2 separate regions of the Arachis hypogaea genome follow, and region 1 is linked to region 2. Evidence: chromatin contacts called from public Hi-C data. All regions are on one chromosome and are shown on one strand. The core of a region is the stretch at or near the end of the contact, and the rest is flanking DNA. Distances in the headings are between cores, read along the strand shown.

Region 1 (4,833 bases), core at 39-2,538, 380 kb before region 2:
ATCTAGCATTGTAATTTTCTTTTATGCTTTTTTATTATTTTTCTGTTAGTCTTATCTAATTTTTTTATGTTTTTTATATATTTAGTTATTTACTTAATTTATTATTATTTGTTAATTAAGTTTATGTTATTATATGTTAGTTTGTATATTTAGTTTTTTTTATTAGTTAACTATTTAATTACAATTTTATATTATTTATACTATAATGTTAGTATTATTGTTCTGAATTTTAATATCTTATTTTGAATTAAAATATAATTTTTATATTTTATAAAGATTTAGATTATAATTTACACTTTTTGCTAAATATATTTTTAATTATGGAAACTTATTTGGCCATTTGAATTATGAGTAAGTTCAAAACCATTGATACATTTTTTAAAAGAAAAGATCAAGAGAATGAAGATGCTTCTACTATTACTACTCCAATACTTGAAGGGTCATCAAATTTCATTACTTCAAGTTCTCTATTGAATAGCGCAAAGCGTCCACGACTTCTTCCAAATCAACTGGATGTTTTTCGTTTGGAAAGAGATCCAGGAATGCGACCAATGATTTGGAAGTTTCCTCCAAATAAAAGAGATGAAATCCGTCGAGATTATATTAAAGTTGGGCCAAATCAACCAATTCTTGATAATTATCCATTTTCTGGTCATAAAAGTCATCATCATTTTCAAGCTTCATGGTTTAAATTGTTCCCATCTTGGTTAGAATATTATATAGAAGATGATGCTATATATTATTTTTCATGGTTTCTTTTTGCTAAGGAACCTTCAATCAATACGGATTCAAATGCTTTTATTGAGAATGGTTTCAGTAATTGGAAGAAAGTAAATAGTGGAAAAGAATGTGCACTTTTGAATCACATTGGCAAAGGTCCCAACTCATTCCATCATAAGGCGCTGAAATCATGTGATATTTGATGAAACAATCACAACATATCGACAGACTTCTTCATAAGCAAACATCAGAAGAGATTGAAAAGAATCGAATTCGACTAGAAGCATCTATAAATTGCATTAGATGGTTGACATTTCAAGGTTGCGCATACAGAGGACATGATGAAAGCCAAAGTTCAAGCAACAAAGGTAACTTTTTAGAAATATTGAAATTTTTGGGATCTTACAATGAAAGAGTGAAAAAGAATTTTTTGTCCAAAAAATGCTAAGTATACTTCAAATGATGTCCAAAAAGAAATTCTATATATTCTTGCTACTAAGGTGAGAAATTTAATTAGAGAAGAGATTGGAGATGCCAAATTTTGTATTATTGTTGATGAAGCTAGAGATGAATCTAAAAAGGAGCAAATGGGCCATTGTTTTGAGATTTGTTACTCTAGATGGTTTTGTTAAAGAGAAATTCTTTGATCTTGTGCATGTCACTGAAACTTGTGCAACAACTTTAAAGAAAGAATTGATTTCTGTCCTTTCTCGTTATAATCTCCAAGTTGAAAATATTAGGGGTCAAGGGTATGATGGTGCTAGCAACATGCGGGGTGAGTGGAATGGTTTGCAAGCTTTGTTTTTTAAAGATTCTCCACAAGCATATTATGTTTATTGTTTTGCTCATAGGTTACAATTAGCATTGGTGGCAGCTTCAAGAGAGGTACTTCAAATTCATGAATTTTTTACTCAATTAAACTTTATTGTCACTATTGTTAGTGCTTCTTCAAAAAGACATGATCAATTACAAGAAGTTCAAGCAATTGAAAATGCAAACTTGGTTGCTCAAAATGAATTAGAAACAGGCAAAGGTGCAAATCAAATAAGCACTTTACAAAGAGTTGGGATACTCGATGGAGCTCTACTTTAATTCTATTTGCAGTTTGGTAAAAATATTTACTGCTACCAATATTATTCTCAATAATATCATTGAAGACGGGACAACTTATGCACAAAGAGGTGAGGCTTATGGTGTTAGTAAAATATTATTGTCATTTGAATTTGTTTTCACTTTGCACTTGATGAAAGAGATTATGGGAATCACTAATGTTCTTTGCCAAGCACTGCAACAACAATCTCAAGATATTCTTAATGCAATGCATATTGTTTCTACATCAAAGTTACTTCTTCAACAATTAAGAGATGGTGGATGGTGCAATTTTCTTGTAAATGTTAAATATTTTTGTGAAAAGCATGAAATTGAAGTCCCTAATATGAGTGCACAATATGTTTTTGGAAGAAGTCGATCTCGTCAACCAAGTGCGACAGTTGAGCATCATTATCGAATAGACGTATTCTTGGCAACAATTGACTCTCAAATACAAGAGTTGAATAGTAGATTTCATGAGCAAACAATAGAGCTTTTGACTTTGAGTTGTGCTTTGGATCCTAAGGACAATTTCAAATCATTTAATATTGAAGAAATTAACAAGTTAGCAGAGAAGTTTTATCCCCTTGACTTTTCTTCTAATGAACTAAATATTTTGAAATCTCAGTTGCAACATTATCAACATGATATACCAAATCATTTGAAAAGGCGTTAGTACACTTTTTGAATTGTGCAACAAGTTGCAAGAAATGGAAAAATCAAGAACTTATCACATGGTTGATAGATTAATACGTCTTGTTTTGACTCTACCAGTGTCTACAGTGAAAAACAGAAAGAGTTTTTTCAGCAATGAAAATTATTAAGACAAGACTCCGAAGTAAGATAGCTGATGAATTTTTTGCAAACAATTTGGTCATCTATATAGAAAATGAATTAGCAGTTATTTTCGACACAAATTCAATTTTGAAAATAAAAAAAAAACGTCAAATAACCTTTTTATGATATGAAACTGTAAATGATAATTTTCAATTATATTATTATCTTACTTTAATTGAGATTATATATTTATTTTTTTAATTTTATCAATAGAAATAATAATATAAAATATTTTTAATAAATTATTAAATACTACCCTAAATAGTTAGTCTAGTTTCGCCCTTGTAAATCTCTATTCTTCTTTTGAATACCCTGTGGAATGCAAGTCCATTCCTCTTCCCAAACCAACAAACCATACAAGTATTTCTTCTTCTCTCCACCTAGACGACCACCTTTCAGCATTGAGCGTCCATTTCGATGAGGAGTATTTATGATGTATTTGTTAGTTAGTGACAAGTATATTATGATGTATTTGTATTTGTTAGTTAATGACCACCCATTTATATTATTTTTTGTTAGTGATAAATAAATATAATTATTTATATTTATAATTTTTTAAATTTTGATCAATAAAGCATAATAAAAAATAAAATATATTGGACATTATTAATGACTAGGTCGTTTGTAAATAAAAAATAAATTATCATTTATTAATATTAACAATGATAGTATAATTATAATTTTTTAAATAATTAAATAGTCATTCTTTATAGACAACTCAGTTGTTGTTAAATAATTATCGATGGCCACAAGTCGTCGGTAAAGTTAGTCAAATTTTAACAATGAAGGATAAAAAAAATTTTAAGCGTATTAATATATTGATCTTTCAGTAATTTTTAACCGTTAACTTTAATTATAAAAAATATATAATATATATAATTAAAATTAACAGTTAAAATTTATTAAAATACCGATATATTTAAAAAATTTTTTAAAAGATGATCAACAAAATTTTACTAACAACTGAGCTATCTACAAGGTCATTTGATAGTTAGTTTTCTAATAGTGATTGCAAAACTTTCAACACTAGAATCGATTAACAAGACTCTTAGGTGGTGTTTGGTGGAGAGACAGAGACGGAAAGACTGAGACTGAGAGATAGAGACTAAGAGACAGGGATTGAAATAAATCTCAGTATTTTGTTTGGTGCAAAATGGGAGAGAAAAATTGAAACAAGAATGAAACTCTAATTTAATTTGCACAAAGGGTAAAATTGGAATTAATTAATTGAAATGAAAGTATTTTAGGTATAAAATGTTATTAAAGTTTCAGTCTCCATCTCTAAAAATTTCAGTCTCTTGTGTCCCTACTTTTTGGAAGTACTGAAATACTAAAATTTTAGAGATAGACAGAAATTTTAGTACCAGTCTCTGAACTAACAAACACGATACTAAGTCTCAGTTTATCAGTCTCTGTCTCAGTACCTCAAAACAAACGCTACCTTAGAGACACAGACTGTAAAACCCGGTTAATTAACGGCTAATTAGCCTATAAATGAGAATTTATTCTAGAAAGCCCAAAATGTGATTTTTGTGGCTAAATATGATAGAGGAGATTGAGACGAGAATTTCGGTACCAATTTTATAAAATTCGGGCCAAGATTGGACCGAACGGGCCAAACCGGGCCAACCGGATCCAAAGTGGGCCCTTGGCCCAACATAACTAAACCAAAACCCTAGTTTTCAGCATTCTCTCTCCTCACTAAACACACTCACATGCTGAAAATGGAGGCCATGGAGGGAAGAACACTCTCTCAAGTTCTTTCTCTCACTTGATCTTCAAACCACCATAACTTTTGAACTAGAGCTCCGATTGCTGCTCCGTTTGCGGCCACGCGTTCACCACAGAGAGCTCTACAAAACCCATACAATTAATTTTGAGGTAAGCCACGTTTTTCTCCTCGAAATTCCAGCCTTGTTTTCGAGTTTTATGAGCAAAAATGTTGAGATTTTGGGCTCTTTGATGTTATAGGACCCAACTCTCTTGAAGGAGAAGGTTAATCTTGTCTCCTTGGACCTTGGGTGTGGTAAGATTCTCAACCCTAGTGTAATTTATTGTTCTATGATGTTTGGGTATTGAGATGTTGTGTATGGGTATGATGATTGTGGCTTAGGTTGTGTATATTTGAATATTGGAGCTTGAGTGGTGATTTTGAAAAGCTTGAAAAGGGATTTGGTGGTGAAAAAT
Region 2 (5,260 bases), core at 1,192-3,691:
ACTTCTATTGCCAATTAACAGTTCAAATTGCATTGATAAAAGCAACAGAATAATTAATGAAAAGACTACTACACTTTTTCATACAGTACACATCAATCATCCCCATTTTTCAAATTGTTTTATTTTATTTTAATAAGAGTTAAGTACGATTTTGGTCTCTAAGGTATAGGCCAAAAAATTTTTTCATCCCTAACTTTTTTTGCATACAAAATCGTCCCTAAGGTTTAACTTTGTTTTAAAATTGTCCTTACCTTACGGACCAAAATCGTACAGAGGTGGTGGCAAAAGTAGAGACAAAGGTGGATCATGGACAACTTCTTCTTCTTCTTTCCTTCTCCCTTCTTCTTCTTCCCTTCTCCTTTTGCAGGAGTATGAACACTCTCTTTCTCTTATTTTTTATTTTATAATTTTTTTGTTATAGGTAATTTAGTTCAAAATTTTAAGATTTAAGTAAAAAAAAAACGATTTTAAAACTTGGTTTTAAACTTTAGGAACGATTTTGTATGCAAAAATAGGTTGGGGATGAAAAATTTTTTGGCCTATACCTTAGGGACTAAAATTGTACTTAACCTTTTTAATACAGTCAGTTGATCTGGGGGCTCCATATCTATAACTCACACCGACGAGTTATAACTCAAAAAGCTCAACCTACTTTATCAAAATATCACCAGGCCAAACTTGGGGGCTATGATGTGGCCATTATAACTCGGTTACATGTTATAACTCGTCTATATACATTATAGATCGGTCACCAATAACAGATATCAAGGCAGATATCAAAACACTCAAATGTACTGTTATTCTCCGTTTAATAGCAAAATTATTTGGAGACTTAACCATTATCTTCCATTTCAGATATAAAAGAAAGGGTAAGAATGTTCAACTTATTGCAATTTGCAAAGCCTATTATTCATTTATTGACTTGAGCATCGGAGTGTCTTTTGTAGGTACCCACTTCCTTGTTCTCTCATTGTCGACATATAACTTATCCCAACGAAAAGCAAGTTATACAGCGGCTAACTTCTGCAAGAACAGTTAGATTATTTAGATGATTGATTATTGTTAGAAAAATGCATAAAAACACAATATATATATATATATATATAGTTGTAAAAACTAAATCGGACCGGCCAGTTCGACCGAAAAATCGGTGAACTGGACCATGAATTGGTTTAGTTCGTTCTTTGGACAATTTAAGGATGGAAACTGACATGAACTGGAGAAAACCAGTTAAATTTGATAAAAATTGGTTCGGTAACAGTGGACTCTATGGTGCTCCGTAACACCGCATCTCTACCTGTGATCTAGTGCATCTTGTGGTCCTCCAGTGTGCCAGAGGCAGAGTTTGAACAAAGAACCTCTTGAGTGCAATCCTCCTTCAATGCCATTCTGTCAACATGCTTCTCATTGTTATATGTGACAAACATTAATTATATAGTAAATCTTTGAATTAAATAATTATATAAATATCTAATTTAATTTTAATTTTGTATTCTCTATTTTTCGAATTAATGATATTTTTAATTATGTATCATTATTAATAGAAATATAAACTTTACTAAAAGTTTATTAATCTTTATCTATTTTAATGTTAGTATTGTGATTAAATTTATCTGTTTTGATATTCTTATTGTGTCAAATTAAAATATTATTGTAGTAGTACTAACTAATTTTATGTCTATATTTGTATTAGTTGTCTTTAAAATTTGAGACTTAGTTGTTCTTAAAATATTAGTGAAGATGTGTATTTTAAAATTTTTGACTATTTTATATTTTTTATTTACATATGACCGGTTTTATCGATTTAACTAGTAAATTATCGGTTGACCAATAAACTAATAAACTAATAATTTGATCGGTTTAATCACTGGTTTGGTTCTTATTACTATACATACATATATATATATATATATATATATATATATATATATATATACTTACAGCTAATTTTTCGTATTTTTATATTAATTGTTGCAATGTTTTCTTATTTTAGATGTAGCTGATTCATATTTGTTAGCAAAAACTTGTACTATGGTGCATGTACACCTCATTTGAGCTGATGAATGCAATAGGAGCTGAACACAAGTCGTGAGGCTAGAGAGTAGAGAGCAGTGGCATAGCCCACTAGAATAAGACACTTCTTACTATTTTAGTAATAGTTGGTAAATAACTTATTTATTTTGTAACAGATTAAATTAAAAGATTTTTATATCAATTTAATTTTAATTTTCTACTCATTCAATAATTTAAAAAAACGTGATTTTATTTTTGTTTTATTAAACTTTTTTTACCATCTCAATACTTGGGGCCTGAATTATTGGCTGAATAATGTTAGTTTCCTAGAGAATTGTTGTTTTGTAAATGACAACAAACTCAAAATGTTTGAATTTGTTCTTTAAAAAACATTATAAAATGAAAATAGTGTTAAGCATGTCAATTCCTGACTGCAGTGAGGGTTAGTGGCTTAGTGCCGCCATGCGCCCGTGCCGGAGCAATAGTTGAATACTAGTAAGATGATAGAATCTCACAACAGTGGAAAATTACGAAATCACCCCCACCCACACGTGTTAAGGGGGCAAAAGCGTGTGGGATGTTCTGGGCATTTTGGGAGGGTATGACGTTGGGGGGTTGATTCCCCAAACTCCGTATAATTCCGTCATTTTACCGTTTCCAAATTTCGCAATTTCCCATCTCTCTTTCTCTCTCTTCTCTCTCAGTCTCGTGTGATCTGCGTCGAGGTCGTTTTGACCCGCAACCTTCTTCAACGTCGTAGACGCCCCGGAATTCATTTCCGCACTTCCATCTTCCCTGATTCCGATTCGCAATCTCAGATTCTCCCCACACTCGTGATTCGCAACTGAAGAGAAAAACCTAAACGCCTCCGTCGATTCTTCTTCTTCTTTTGTCTTGTCGTTTCTACAATTTATTTTTTGGCGCTGCTGGCGTTGCCGTTTTGCGCGGTGGTGAGCGTCGTTTTGGGTGGGTGGTGGAAAGATGAAGTCCTCACTCAACAAGCTGAGGAAATTGGCACTTAACAAGAGCGTTGGGAAGGACAAGAGGGACTTTCCACCTTCCGTTAAGTTCGATGAGCTTGCTCTCGCTTCCAAGGTACTTCGCCTACTTCTTTCTCTTTCTCTCTTCTTCATGGTTTTTTCTTTTTCTCTGCACCATTCATAATATACTGTGTTTGATTCATACTGCTATGTTTGATTCAGTTTATTTTTTATTTTCGATTTAAGAATTTTGCGGGTTCGAAGTTGTCTTTTTACTTTTATTATTATTTTTAATGCACTTATGCGTGTTGCTCTTGTGCTCCTTAAATCATGAGTGGTAAAATAAAAGTACACATCCTCGTGGACTCTGTTCTGTTCTGTGTTTCCTGAATATTATTATTAATTTATTATGCTTTCGATAAATTCCTTTGAAGAAAGTAAATTAGGTTTAGTTGTGGACCTTCTTGGCAGTGATGTTTATAAATTTTGTTTTAGAGAGGAGGGGGGTTGGCGCCCCCCGGGGGGGGGGGGGGGGAGAATTAGTCCATACTCCCGTGCCCTTCTAATGAACTTGATTGTATTTATGGACTACAATGTGAAATTTTGCAGCTTGATGTGTTTTTTTTTTTTTTTTTTTTTGGGGGAGGGGGATGGTCAAAACTGAAAAGGGTGCTATAGTATAAGTGAAATTATTTCATCTTCATGGTGAAAACTGAAAAGGATGCCGTGATTGCTCCCTTGCGTTTCTCTTCCACTAGTGAAGTTAAGTGTTTGTTTTCCCTGTTTCACAGGAAATGCAAGAGATGAGAGATTGCTATGACAGCCTACTCGCGGCTGCGGCTGCGACAGAAAACAGTGCTTACGGTAAATGTTAATCTTTGGATATGGTTGATTGATCTGCTTGTTTTCTTCATTCTTCACACGTAATGTCTTAGAATTCATGCAGCTAGATCTGCATTTATTTTTTCTTTGTTGCTCGTATTGATTTTCTCTCTCTCTCTCTCTCTCTCTCTCTCTCTCTATATATATATATATATATATATATATATAAGAAAATTGAAGATACCAACCAGTGTGCTTTTCAGGCATTTTTTATTTGTCATACTCCATAGTATTGGCCTGATTGGCCTTCTTCACTGTTGATAATGTGCATTAGTGCAACAGGATCTTAGGTTTGGATCACTATCTAAAGTGAGGGTAGTTTTAAAGCACGAAATTGATGGACCGATCACCTTTCGATCAATAACTTTCATTGTGTATGGGTTCCACCAAAATGATCCAAAGTTGATTAGCCGCCCTTCATTTCTTACTGAAAAACAACTGTCCTCACTTTTAAGGATCCTTTCCCTTTTTCTTGTTACGCTATAAAATCTTTGCTTAACATTGGAAAAACAATTTAAATCTGTTTAGTTTCCCTCTCCTCTCTTCGGAACAGTTCCATTGCCTTGATTATATGTAAGTATTGAAATTTTTTTTTTTCCGGGTTCGTTTTGTGGATCTTGTTTCAGAATTTGCAGAGTCACTACGGGAAATGGGCAATTGTCTTTTGGAGAAAACTTCATTAGATGATTCTGAAGAAAGCGGTGAGTGAGTAAACATGTCATGGCCGTCCTATTCTGAAAAAATGCATAAGGCATTGCTAGTTGATTTAAATCATATATAGTTTTTGCTACATCTGTTATAATATGTATGCAGGTAAAGTTTTGGAGATGCTTGGAAGTGCACAGCTGGAACTTCAAAAACTTCTTGATAGCTATGTGAGCCTTTCTATGGGTGCAATCTTCTGATTTCTTTGGTCTTCTTTAACCATAATGTATGCAAAATGATTATTGTGATTCTATCCGTTTTTGTTCCCCAGCGAGCTCACATAGTACTGACAATAACAAACCCATCAGAGTCTCTTCTTAATGAACTAAGAACTGTTGAGGTATGTTCACATGTATTTTTTTTTTTTTTTTGTGCTAACAGTACTTGATTAATGCATAAAATTGCGTTCATGTTTTCACTTGCCTTTTAATTCATTGCCCTTCTGTTTTAGTTATTATTGACATTAGTTAGAAAATATTAATAGAAAATGTGGCTATCTGTACATAACTTAATACATGCAAATATTTAAAGATAATGCGCGAGTGCTTATACTAAAATAGTCATCACTCAAAGTCTCAAACCAATCACATTCGTGCAAATAGATAAAAAACCAACCATTCTAACTGGTGGTTCGCACTGTTGCTGTTGTCCATTGTTTTTATACAAGAATATGATATGAT

What was found. A called contact is a pair of places that touch in the nucleus more often than the background predicts.
Region 1: a Hi-C map of leaf shows a contact between it and region 2, with 1.7 times the contacts expected there. The contact joins the promoter of LOC140173729 here to the promoter of LOC112697143 in region 2. A contact is called at or near these places in 2 of 8 Hi-C or Micro-C datasets (both in leaf).

Annotation. Positions count from the first base shown.
Region 1 is chr6:100,764,719-100,769,551 of arahy.Tifrunner.gnm2.J5K5, reverse strand. LOC140173729 reads left to right here and starts at 1,288. Exons shown (of 1, transcript XM_072198278.1): 1 at 1,288-1,812. The coding sequence starts at 1,288. The coding sequence ends at 1,812.
Region 2 is chr6:100,389,791-100,395,050 of arahy.Tifrunner.gnm2.J5K5, reverse strand. It overlaps LOC112697143, which reads left to right and starts at 2,441. Exons shown (of 12, transcript XR_011862536.1): 1 at 2,441-3,108; 2 at 3,785-3,857; 3 at 4,502-4,576; 4 at 4,689-4,750; 5 at 4,852-4,920.